Regions from separate parts of the Drosophila melanogaster genome. Here region 1 is linked to region 2. A link is a contact called in public HiChIP or PLAC-seq data. All regions are on one chromosome and are shown on one strand. Each heading gives the region's core, a stretch centred on a gene start, on an enhancer-like site or on the middle of the called end of the contact. The rest is flanking DNA. Distances are from core to core; before and after follow the strand shown.

Region 1 (6,839 bases), core at 1,865-4,364, 110 kb after region 2:
ATAAATTACCCATTTTCGTGGCAATATCGCATATTACACAGTATTTCTTGTTTTTTAAATATTTTCTTTCAGTTAGCCAAATACTTTTGAGGGCCCCACGACGACGACCTCAATGTTGTCGTTGTCGTTGCTTCTGTTCCTGTTACCGCCTCTGTTTTAGCCCTCCTGCAATCTAAATAAAATGGCCGACGTGTGTGTACGCACAACTTTTGCCATATTTAATTGTATTTGCAGCAAATACAACGGTAGAGGGATACGTGTATATACATTTTGAAGGGGACTTTTAGTGCTGGCAATTGTAGCAGTGGAGACAAAAACAACTGGATCCCACTGCTCACTTTTGGGCATTTGCTTATTATTGTTAGAAACTTTTGCGCCCCCACCCCACACAGCAAAAAAGTCCGAGAACAGAGCTCACACACAATTGGCCTGGCCTCCTTGTTTCCCTTTCGAGCTGGACAAATGTGTGTTTAGAATATTTTGTAGCACATATTGCGGAAATCCGAAATGCTACTAGAGATGGTCGTCTGCAAAAAAAATAATTACACTTTAATAAACTAATTAGAAGAATGAAAGATTTTAACAGTGTTATAAGAATTATAATTATTATAAGTTAAATAAGAAAAACTTTTCTAGATACTTTTAATCATTATTTGTTTTAGTTTGATCTAAAAAAAAGCTTAAAAAAATCTTGAAAATCATTTTTTCGTTTCAAATTAAGAGCAAATAATTCGCCTTAATATTCCATCTCGAATTTGGAGTTGGGAATAAGTGCGGTTTATGCCAGTTTGGGTTTATTCACAATTTTTAAGCTTGTTTCGGACGGTTACTCTGCAGGGGCAGCTTAAAACGTGCAAGCCAAACTTTTGCCTTGGCCAGGTGGAAAGTTTTAAGACACAAATTTATGCCGGGACGGACAAAAAGAGAGCATGTGTGCTTGGAAAGTGATTAAAAATTGGGTCAAGTGTTCGTGCGAAGGGAGATTAAGCAATTTGGCATTGGCACGCACACAAATCAAAGGATTTGGTCATCTTTTTTTTATGAATCCCCTGCACACGCAGCACCTAAAGTTTCTCGCCCGCAACGATTTGTCATTTAGCCAGGCCAGCAGCACGGTTAAAAGTAGTATGCATTAAAACGGGAAACTTCGACTTAATTACAAGACTAGACCACAAACTATCCGTACAGGCAATTTCAACAGGGGCAGGTCAACGGAACAACGAGTTAACCGAGACGTGGCATCAACATCACCTGCCCCTCAACCTCAATGAAGTCAACCAGACATTGCAGCACTGTGCAAAACATATGCAAGGCTTCAATATACAATTCCGTGATTTACAAATGGCAAGTCAAATGATAGGATTGAAAAACCATGATAGGCATTTAGATTTCAGCACTTTAGTATGTCTGCATTTTGGTATTAACAAACAAATTTAAAGAAAGATTTCGCTTGATTTAGCATGCATAACTTCGCCTCTTATTCTTCAAGTGCATAGTGAAGTGAATATTTGTTCCAGGTCTGACAGTCCTCGTATCACCGTGTGCTGCTCAGGTTAGTTTGTTTTGACTGTGGTTTCAGCGGCATCCCCGGAAATGGCACAGACCCAACACCAGAATCACAACCATGCCCCTGCACCAGAAACAACGTTGAGTGGGCATCACTCCGGATGGCATTCCAAGAGTAGTGTATCTCAAGTGAATCTGCCGGCTATTCTCCGCAGTTCTCTCGGTGATTAAGTCAACCATACTTTTCTGGGAATGCTTAATCAACGGGCAAAAATTCGACTCCAAATAAGTCATCAGTTTGATCAACACATTTGATATGGCAAAATTTTTATATTCATTCGATAAGGTGAAGAATTATTTTAAAAGCATTAAAATTTCATTATTATTATTATTATTTCATCATAATTTTGAGTATTTATTTAGATAAATGTAATCCATTTTTGACATTGGTTCAAAATAAAGCAGCCGCAATTTAACAAAAATATTTTCCTATTGATGTGTACACATCTGATTTTGTTGTTTTGTAAGCCCGATAACTGGATTTTGTTTATTAATTTCTAAATGGCCGAAAATTGTAAAAAATGTTACATTTTTAAAAACATTTAAAAATGTAAATTTTTATCGCTGACGATTATGCCATTATGCATTCTCGGCTATTGGAAATGCGGAAAAATAAGTACATTTTCGCCACCAAATGTCGCCTTCTTGTTGGTAAGTGGAAATAAGTGGGCGGTTGGTGAATGTGAGGGGCGTGTGCCTGCATATTTTATGGCTCCATTGGAGATGGACGTGGACAGGGAGAGAAGTGGAACTGCAGCTGACCGCAGGACACGACTCCACTTACGAACGTCCGTCCGATTGGCTCTAAATTGTTGTTGTCTGAGCTTTGATTGTGGACCAGAGGATCCTCCTACCCTTTTGGCCATTTTCGAGCACACATACAGATATATACGCGTGGATGGAAACGTGTCTGTGTGTATTTAACGTGCCTTAAATCACATTTGGTCTGTAATCAAGCTAAACAAATATGGGCGCTTCGGCTGCAGAGGAGGTACGCTTGTGTCAGGCTTACGTTACGAATGGGTAAACTTGAATTTGTGCCACCCAACGGAAATACACACACACTATCGGTGTTTGCATGTGTGGGACAATGTGTGTGCTGGTGTGCGCGGCTAACTGGGTCAATTGTTTCAGCTGATTCGGGCTATAATATTGTTTGACGGCTAGGTATAACAACTGAGTTAAATTAAAAATGTTATGCTTCACTACAATTATTTGTCCCCAAATATTTTATTATAATACACTTATTTTGATTCCTTAGTGCCATTTTCTTCGCCATTTAATAGAATTCAGGCAGTTATATAGCTTTAGGTAATAGACTTTAAATCCCCGCAATTCAAATCATCAACTACATTGCACTTATGCAACGCACTGTCCATAAAACCAGGGCGAGCTGCAGTTAAAGCGCTTATGCTCATGCATCCATGGATACATTTTATGGCCATGGCCAAACGATGGGCACTGCGGACATTTTATTGTCACATCGTCATCATCATCATAGTCATCGTCCTTGTCGTCGTCGTGGGGGGTTGTTTGGTTGGATTTTGATTTTGATTTTTTATGCAAAATCAATATAAAACTGACAGTTCAGGCTAGGGATAGCGCACACAACGCAACAAAAAAAGGAAATGTTACGGAAATCTGATTGAAAAATTGCCATAAATCGACGTCAATTCAATTAACATAAATTGTGTGATTAATGATTGACAAATGCTAAGCAGACAGACGGAGGAAGGGCCCTGGTGCTTCGATGATTCCCGCAAGTAATTGCCGCATAATTCGATAACGATAACGATGAATGATGCCCACGCGTTTTACACACCACGCCCATCTCTAATAATTTTTTAATTCCTACGCCCCAAATGCTGGCGCCTAAAAAAGAGCCCAAAACGTCTGCAGATCATTAATCATGCATTGTACTTGCGAGTCCCTGACCATTCATCCACTCACTCCTCCTCCACTCAGCGAATCAGACAATTGAATACATTTCAATCATTAATGGACCGTCCAAGGTGGAATCGCCGATGCCCACCACCACCACCCACCTGACATCAATTGATTCGACTTTGCCAAGGGGTCAGAAAGTCCACAGACGAAAAGAAGCAGCTTTCCGCTCACGTCTAATTGATGGACAGTCGTTGAAGTTTCCCTAATGATGGCCAGGGAATTATGGGTTTATGATTGTTAAGATGGGAATGGTCAATGGAAAAGTACAGAATTGATGGGTCAAATATAAAGTATAATAATATTAGGTTACACTCACTAACTAAAGTTAGATGCATTCGTGGATATTGATAGAACGTACCTATTAAGCTCATACAAAATGGTCAAATTTATGTAGAGAAAGCTTTATCTTTTTTCTGTACGCTTACAAAAATACTTGCATTTTAAATACTTTGATATCACTTAATTTACCTTTTAATCGAATCTAAAGTGCAAAACTTAATACGAATCGCTATATTTTATAATGGAGGCGAACGCACGGTAGCCACAGAAATTATTTAGCCGCGATCCATTTCGGTGGTCGTTAATTTGCGAAACATTTTAGTAGCGCTCTAATCGATGTTCATTCATCGTCCGCGACATGAAAGTTACCCTTTGCCACCACCGCCAGCCAAAAACTATAACTACTCTATATTCGTTTTATTCCGGTCCAAAAACTTGCGCAAATTTATGCGAATTGCGAATTGCGTGTGGCAAATGCATCGCATTGACCAGACAGACAAATACGAGATATTTTCGCTGGCCTGTGCCCAAAATGTTTTTTGGCAACATAATTACAAAAGGGGCTTATTCGGTGGGGTTTCGGAATGAATAGAGTGGTAAGTGCCGTTGTAATTAGCTTTTGTAATAACTGCCCAAATTATTTACGTCCATTGAACAACGGCGGGGTATGGAAAACAATTTTGTTGCTAACAGAACTTCTATTTTTCCCGCAGGATATTCTAGGAATGCTATTTCGCTGACTGGATGTTTCATCCTTCTGTGTTTATTTTTTATTGATGATGAAATAATTCTAAATAAAAAAAAAAGTTTAAAGAATTTCCAATTTATTTTCTTATTACTCCTTTTGCTTCAATAATCTCTATTTGGATTAATTTTTAGGGTGCTCTACGACTCGAATATATCCTTTTCCTAGCATTTTCCCAACTTTTCTACTCTGCCTAATCATTTCACCCCTTTCAATCAGCATGAGTTTTGTTTTTCTTGCCCTTTTCCCGCTAATTTCCTTCGCTCTTTTGTCAAATTAAAAACACACAGTGGAGAGACAAGGAAAAGTTTAGCCCGTTGTGAAACTCTCTGTTTCTCGCTTTGTTTGTTTGTTGGTCGGGTTCATTTATCATGATTTTGTTTGGCGAACTTTGTCGCGTATGTTCGGCTCCTTGATGGGCGGGAAAGTGTCTCTGTTGCTGTTGTTTTTGATGTGAATGCCAGCAGCAAATGGCAGCTGTTGACGGCAGGAGCCCCCTTTCCCCAGACTTTCCTCAGACTTTCCTTGCCACCGCCTTTCAAAGTAGCGCACTTTCTAACTCTCCTGTGTCAGGCTTTTTCCTTTTGGCTCACTTTGTGTTTGTCTTTTTGTCGAAAAATTGCAAAGTGATTACTTTTGATTAGTTGCAAAAAGAAACGTAATTTGTTTATCGCCAACGCCGTTGCTGCCGCCTTGATAAATGTAATTTTGTCAAGCTCGCTGATTACAACAGAAAATTCTTGCTAAAACAATGGAAAACAACGGCTAACGAGCGCGTGTTTGATGTGAGTTTCTAATCTGAGTGGATGATTTTTTGCATTGATTTGTATAATAATATCCTTGATTGTAAAAAAAACATATCATATATATAATTTAAAACCATTAGGTATTTCCAAAGTAATTTGTAACTTTAATCAATTAAAAAAGAACACATTCTGTAGCAGAAACTGGCTTTCACAACATGTTGACTAATAGAATCGTATATAAAATGTGGTTAAAAAATTCTAAAAAAAGGATTGGGTACGTTCGAGAATCTAATGGAGTAAATGTTAAATGGAACAGGAACAGGGCAAACTTAATCTAGAAGCAACTGAGCTTACATTTTTAAGCAGCTGTCGCTGCTCGCATGCAAAATTATGACTTAAAGCGCAGCTGGGACTGGGATATAGTACACACAAATATATATTATATGGGGTGTGTGCCTCGACCCAAGGACCAACCCACTAACACACACACACACACACACACACACACGCACAGCTGCAGGAGCAGTAGCAGCAGCAGCAGCACAAAAGGATAACATAGAAGTAAGTTATTCATTGTGCACGCAAACATTACGGAAGTCATATGTTTAAGGCACTGGGGGAGGCCAAGAAAATTCGAGGAGCGGAAGAGACCTGGCTAAAAGGTTGCAAAAGGTGAAACCAGCAGGCAGTCTAAAGCCCGGCCCAGCCCAGCCACCCCATCCACACAGCCGTTTTGGCCAAGTTTTTACTGAGCCAAAGAAAGAAATATGAAATATGACTCCAAGTCGAATTGTGAAAACTTGCAGAAAGGTACGAATAAGCATATCAAGATCATAAATAAAACACAGTGCTAGGTAGAGCTGGGAAATTAAATTTTCGACTAGGCAGCTAACCAAAAAGAAGGCAAAAATAACATCCCTATGCGAGTGCACATTGCTAATATACGCAGCTCGCTGCCAACTTTGATTTGCAAATAAATTATTCCCTTCGCTTTGCTCTATGGGCCAAAATGAAAGTCCTGCCCGGGAAAGCTGAAGGCAGCCAAATGTAACCGAAGTACGAAACAATAACAGGTGAGGAACCACTGGTAAGTTTACAATAATGTTGCACGGACCTATATAGTCTTTGTTTTACCATTTTCAACAAGTATTAATAAAATTACTTTCGTTTTGCACATACTGGTTTTTCCTTTCAGAAATAACTTGCATTGCTACAAAAAGAAACTAAACCGAAAGTACTTCAAATAAATATTTTTCTGTTTATATAGAAAACAGTAAAAAGTAAAATGTTATATTATTAAATATATGCAAAAGATGTCGGTAAAATGAGGGGTATCTAAGATTCCGAAGCTTTAGTGCTTGAATGCTAACCGCTACCTCTTTTCCCTTTTGCCGAGAACCTTTGCCCATCATCCCTTCGCAGCATTCTAACCAGAAAGTTAACTTGAACTTAAAATAAAAGTTTGCTTCGCTTTTTTCGGTTGGCATTTTTTGGTTTCGTTTTTTTCGTGTGATTTTTTTTTCTTAGCGTCCCACAAAGTCAAATATCATAAAGTT
Region 2 (6,518 bases), core at 156-2,655:
GGTCCCGAAGCACTAATTGTGGTGAAGCTAAGGCCCATGTACTTATCCTTTGTCGACCGGAAGGACTCGAGTTTATCGGCACCAGACATTTCATCGACTTCCGCACCCTTATTCACTTGATCCTCAAGCCAGGCGAAATACTGACACAAAGCGACTCCATCGCGAATGTGGCTGTTGATGAAGCCTGCGATCTCGACATCGTTCTTAATGGCCTTCAGCACACAAATCGGCGTTACCTCCTGAATTCTACGTGACTTGGGTATCAAAGCAGTTAGATAGTAGCTGCTGGTGGGTGCTATCCAGATCTTTGACTCCCTGGTCGACACAATCTTACTGATTTCAATGCCAATTGAGGCGTAAGGCAAAACGCTTATCTGCACATTGTTCTCCTTTTGATGCTGCACAAAATCAGTGGGCAATTTGCCAGAGTCCACAAAGAGCAGTAGTTCATCGTTGGTCACAATCAAGTAGGAGAAGAAGACGGGGTTGAAGTCAATGTCCGAGCCGCGTAGGTTCAAGAACCAAGCGATTTCATCGAGAGCACTGACCACCAGGGCATCAGCATTCTTCTCCTTCAACTGCTGGCGCACCACGTCCCATTTTTTGGCGATAGTTACGCCAGAATGTTCTAGTTTCAGGGTTATAATCTTGTTTGAGGTTTGCGGTGGCTGATCCTCACCCCAGACCTCGTCGATGAGGTTGCCTTCGATGGGCACCAGCTGGCATTCCGCGGAGCTTAGTTCCGTTTCGATGGGTTTCCATACGCGGAACGACAACAGGCGAGGATCCACGCCCACAAAGCTGCCCTTGGGCAGATTCTTCGCCAGCCAGGCGCCAATCGACGGGGTGGCGCTCAGACCATCCCGCATTAGAACCCAATTGGAGTCCAGCTGCTTCTCCGCCTGCTGATAGTAACGACCGTCGGTCCACAGCAGTGCGGTCTCCGTCGTTATCACCGCCGTGCCAGCGGATCCATCGAAACCACTCACAAAGGAGCGTCGCTCGTCATGCTGGCACTGGTACTCCGACTGATGGGCGTCGTCCGAGGGCACAATGTATGCCGATATGCCGCAGGAGTCGCCCACCTGGGCGCGGAGCATTAGCTCCCTCAACCTGGTCAGAATTTGGGTGGTGCTCCTCTTCATTGTGGTTCCTCAATGGCAGCAAAATAACTGAGCGAAAAAAAAAACACAGAATTTGTAGTCCAGTTGGGGCGATAAGATAATCAACCGTAATCGAGTTTCTTGTATCCCATAAATACATAAATAATCGGGCGAATATAAGTGTCACACTTACAAAGGCTGTCAAACTATTGTTTAAACTACAGGGTGCAAATATTTTATAATCTTTTTGCACTGACACATTCAATTTTGCAATTAATAGCACGTCAAAAATGCTGAACTATATTATTTCATATCGCCTCCAAGCTTTCAGTATTTTTTAGCTTTTGCCTAAAAGGGTAACACTAAAAGTGTAGCGGGAACAATTTAAATATTTCATTAAGAAACTTATCCCATATTAATGTTTTTAATGTATAATTAAAAGGAGTATAACTCTTATAAAGAAGCTCAGCAACAGTATTTGAAAAGAATTCAACTAAGATCTTAAAAAATGTTGTAGATGTAATTAAATGTGTTTTTTCTTTGTAATTCCTTTTAGAATGAGATGAACCTTCCATCGGAAGCTTGTATTGGCCTGCCACCTGTTCACGTTCTGGCGGAATACATTCCAGACCACCGCCAGGATCACACGGAAAATGTCGAGGGCATTGTCCTGCGCCAAGGTGGCTACGTGAACGCCAGCGCCGAGATCGGCGAGTTCGAGCGCTGCCTGACCACAGATCTCCTAAACCATCTGGTCTTTGTGCAGAAGGTGTTTATGCGCGAAATCAACGAGGTTCTGCAGAAAGTTTACGGAGGAGAGAAACCTGTGCCCCTGTGGACGGAAGAGAGTGGCGATAGTTCCGGAGCAGTACAGGAGTCCTCGCTTAAGCGCATCCTCTTCTCAATCAACATTTCCATGAAACGCATCCAATTGACGGCTACTACACCCTGCTCCTCGGCTGTTCGATTCGAGACCGGAATCCTGGAGCTGCAGCTGTCTAACCGTGTGAAGAACCTAGGCGATATGAGCAATCGTAAGCTCTTCTTTAAGGCTCACATAGATTTCAACTTGTCCCTGGGTCAGATTATACGCAATGTGATTTTCGACGAGGCCGAGCCGGAGTTCCAGCAGTACGCCTTTTTCCACACTACCATTAACCTGAGGAATGCTTTCCAAGACGAACTGCTCAACGAAGACAAGGAGTTGATTCTGCTGACCCTGAAGAGACCACTGGTCTACGTTCAGCCAATTGCCGTGGACAAGGCGATCCTCGTGTGGCTTAACTATAAGAATGCTTACGAGTACTGGGCGGAGAAGCGTGCGAATCTCTGCCACGAGCACGCTCAGCACAGTCTCCTTAGTCAGTATTCGGGACAGCATCAGAACCAAAATATGCAGAATCCACAAGTGTTCGATCGCGTGGCTTTTGGCCAGATTGCAGGCTCAAATTTGTCTACGCTCTTCCTGCAACTCACCGTGGAGGACATGGGCATTTGCTTGCCCCTGAAACAGGTCAACACTACGGTATGTATCCAATTAAATCTGTAATATAAAGATTATTTGAACCACATAAATTTTCTTTTGCAGACCTTTGGCTCCCGTTCATACCAAGACTTTGATGCCAAGGGCGCGGTTGTAATCACGCTGGAGAACACGATTATCTCAGCTTGCAACTCGGGAGCTTTAGTGTCTAAGGGAAAGTTCCAGGGTCTGTGCCTGCGATTTGCCGATGATTTTGAAACAAATCTAGATGACTGGAAGCCCAACAGCGCTGAGCCCATTATGAACGTTTGCGTTGTCTCCGAGGGAACCTTCGAGGTGTGTTCCCGCACTACAGCAGCTAAGAAGGGTGAGAACGCCAAGTGGCTGTTGAATGTCAAGTGGCAAATGGAGGGCGTGGATATTCACCTGGATGTGAATATTGGCAAGCAGCTGAGTTCTCTTGGCCACACTCTTACCATGCTCACGGGATTCGAAGAGGATGAGACCCAAATGGAATCACCGGACAGCGATGAAGGAGATCAGAGCTGCAGAGATACGTTTGTGCGGCGCAGAGGAGACTTCGACAATTTGCCAGCTTTTGTATTTGATCCCACAATCGATTCCAAGAAGCGTTCCTTCATGATGGAGAAGGAGATGGCCGAACAGCTGAAGATTATCAATGATCTGCGTACTCTCGGAGCATCACATAATACCGTGGCCCACGAGGAAAGACGACTCCAAGAGCTACAAGCCATTTGCTACAAGTACTTCCGTAGAGATATGATTCAGAAGTGGAAAAGACCATCGCTGAGAAGGTCCCTGAAGACCTACGGTCGCTCGCATTCTTACATTGGATCTGGATCTTCAGTGAGTGGAGTTGGCGTTCCGCAAACACTGGACAATGTTAGCTATACTGGCAGAAGACTGGACACAATTGCGTCCAATGATGAGATATCTAGCTTGCAAAGCACACCGGCCTCCTGTCATTCCCGCAGTGCTTCCTTAAAACATACAACAGGAGGAGGAGTCATTGGAGGGGGAGTTAATGCTCTTGGACGAGTCACCTTCACAGAGGCTATGCGCCAGACTTCACTGCCCAATGCGGACACGGACACGGAGACAGCTGACAATGAGCTTGATTGGAGAGGGGATATCACGCCGAGTGAGATTGATGTTGATGGCACCTCCGTGGAAATGCGACGCAAGCATGGACATGGACAGAAACAGCCGGAACCCAACATTGATTTTGAACTGGACATTAAGGTGCTTGTGAACTCTGGAAAATGCGTGCTCCATACGAAGGATACTGGTGAGGAGCGAGGCTACGCTGGTGGATCGGGAGCAGCTACAAGTGGTGTGCCAGCTTCAAGTGTAAAATCTCATAAGCGGGAAAAAAGCATAGGCAACGATTGGGGCAGTCCAACTCCCTCGAGAAGGCAGAGGGACAAGAGCAAGCTGCGCTACAATGCAAATGCATTGCTGGCGGATCTCACCATCTTCCACATCCCAGGATTGGATGTAAAACTTCATTATCAGTCAAAAACACTGGCCGAGCAACTAACCGGAGATCAGTTGCCAACTGGACGACGAATGGGCAGCAAACGAGCAACTTTGTGCGCTTGGATGACTTTACAGAGTATACCAGAGGAAACAATCATATCACCCCATATTTTGGAATTCCTAGAGCAGACTCTAGAACCCATTCCGGCTCGGCAATCGAGTAGTGTTCCGCCAACTCCCTCCCACAACACAGGTGTTAATCTGGACATACTGCCTGCCAACTATGTGACTTATGCTTCATTTCCGGTGGATGTAATAGTTTACTTTCATATGCAACCTTCTACCTTCAGATTTAGCTGTCTGCCAGTTTCTAGAGTAGAATGTATGCTTCAGCTGCCAAGTTTGGATATTGTTTTCAGTTCAAAGAGGAGCAGCGAGGAGGAGAACTCAGCACAGCCAGGAGGTCATACCCAACCAGATCAGCAGCTACCCACTGGAGGACTTAGTGTTACAGGCTGCCTTGCCGACTTCAATGTGTTCATTTTCCATCCGTATGGTGGCAAAAAGACTTCTAAGGAGACACAGTTTTCACCTCTCAGCGACAGTGAAAGGAAGGATTCGTTGAGTATCAACGTGGAGTTCGTCAAGTTCCACATTACGCGTTGCAGAAAGGTGTACATTGAGCCTCTGCCCAGTTCTAAGAGATCTCTTGATCAATCGCGAGCCGTAATACGGTTCTCTACCATTGTGGATATTGGTAGTGCCAGTTTTAAGTACGACATGAGGAGATTGACTGAGATCCTAGCGTTCCCCAAAGCTTGGTATCGCAGGAGGATTGTGAGAAGGCTCTTCCTGGGTGACCTTAGTGTGCAGCAACAGCAGCAGCAGCAACAGGGAAATGGAGCAGAGACACCAACTGGCTGCCCACCTGCCACGCCAACGCCCAATGAAGATGCCTCTAGGGCAAAGGATAACATGCGCCTCGACTTTGATGGACAACCGTCGCAGCAGCAGCAGCAGCTGGGACACTTTGGCGCTGTAAGACACTTGAAAAATCTGGGCAAATCCTCTAGCGCCGAATCGTCGGGAACGCCTCCCTCTGAAAAGAACCAAATCACTGCCTGGGAGACTCTGGTCATCTTTGCAGTTAATTTTACCAAACTAAATGTGCAAATGAACATTGGCAATGTGTGTGGCAATGTTGTCTGGCTCACAAAAGACTTTCAATCGGATGGACGCCTTTCGATCGGAAGCACAGGCTACAAGAACATGTATGCTGGGATCTATCTGGGTGGATCAGCCCTAGATGCAAAGGGTGGTATTGTGGGTGGTAGTTTCGAGGTGAACAAGATCAACAAACGTTTTCATATCAAGGAGGAGGCGGGCATGGAGCCTTACCACACTATGGGCCTGAGCTTTATGGCCCTGGAACTCCGACTAGATTATATGGGAACTTCAGTGTTGATGACCCGAATTAGTAGCTTCTCGGCTGCCATGAAAGATGAATGGCGCACTGCTTCCCAAGCGGCAGCAACTCCAGCACATGGCAAAGACCAACCCAGAGCTCTGATCTTTATTCACGGCGATCTTACCTGGGACCAACTGCAGATCATGATCAGCAAGTCAACAACGGCGGATCTATTGAAGATGTACTTCAAATTGGAGGAGTTCTTCACACAGCAATTCAAATCCTCCAAGAGGGTGTTCTCCAATCTGGAACCTCGCCTCCAGGATCGGACTGCCAGCATCAAGAGACGGCAGCAGCACAAGAAGAAGCCGGCAAATGGAGAGCTTGTTGCTCCACCTCAGATTCATGGCATGATTGGCGAAAACACAGACGCACGCCATCACCGCCATTGGCAGAAGCCATTGGCACAAGCTGTAGGCCTGGTTGTGCCCTCACTAGTGACTCGTTTGCCACGTCATGGTAATGTGTTGGGTGGCACTGTCGAACTTCGGGGACAGAACATCTCCCTGGCCTGCTTCCACGGAATTAACTTCAAGTCTAAGTCCTGGGCCCTGTTCAGTTTGAGATCTCCATCCATTAACTTTGCAACTGAGGCGCGTCAAAGCGAGGACGAAGTGCTGGTCACCCAGACACTCACCTCTTCGTTAGGACAGACAACGGAGGTGCAGCAGCAACAGAACCATTCTATGGCCATCGTGAGTCGAATTACGAGAAACATCATTTTCCCGCCTCAGTTCAAGACGCTTAATGAGTGGTTCCATTACGCTTTTGCTAACAGTGAGATTGATGGTAAGTTAATAAGGAATAATGTTGAGACTAGGTTAATTGACCCGCCATTTTCCTCCCACCCACAGCTGTGGATCGATTCCCCATGCTGGAATGCGAGCGGGAGATCGCATCCAATTCTATAGAGCGAACACGGGCTTCTGGCAGCAGCAGCGCTGCCAAGGCCCAAGAACACAAT

The links. HiChIP or PLAC-seq counts read pairs in DNA pulled down with a chosen protein or histone mark.
Region 1: a contact with region 2 is called in a POLR2A S2P HiChIP or PLAC-seq map of the Kc167 cell line, with 2.9 times the contacts expected there. The contact joins the promoter of lncRNA:CR45462 here to the promoter of ApepP in region 2. A contact is called at or near these places in 8 of 107 Hi-C or Micro-C datasets (the Clone 8 cell line, the Kc167 cell line, the S2 cell line and 3 more) and 1 of 6 datasets of contacts at active chromatin or transcription factors (the Kc167 cell line).

The regions. Positions count from the first base shown.
Region 1 is chr2L:17,014,935-17,021,773 of dm6, forward strand. lncRNA:CR45462 (long non-coding RNA:CR45462) reads right to left here and starts at 3,115. Exons shown (of 1, transcript NR_124319.1): 1 at 2,813-3,115.
Region 2 is chr2L:16,909,013-16,915,530 of dm6, forward strand. ApepP (Aminopeptidase P) reads right to left here and starts at 1,406. Exons shown (of 2, transcript NM_058061.5): 1 at 1,297-1,406; 2 at 1-1,172. The coding sequence starts at 1,145. It overlaps tweek (tweek,), which reads left to right. Exons shown (of 24, transcript NM_001299074.1): 20 at 1,660-2,628; 21 at 2,692-6,343; 22 at 6,409-6,518.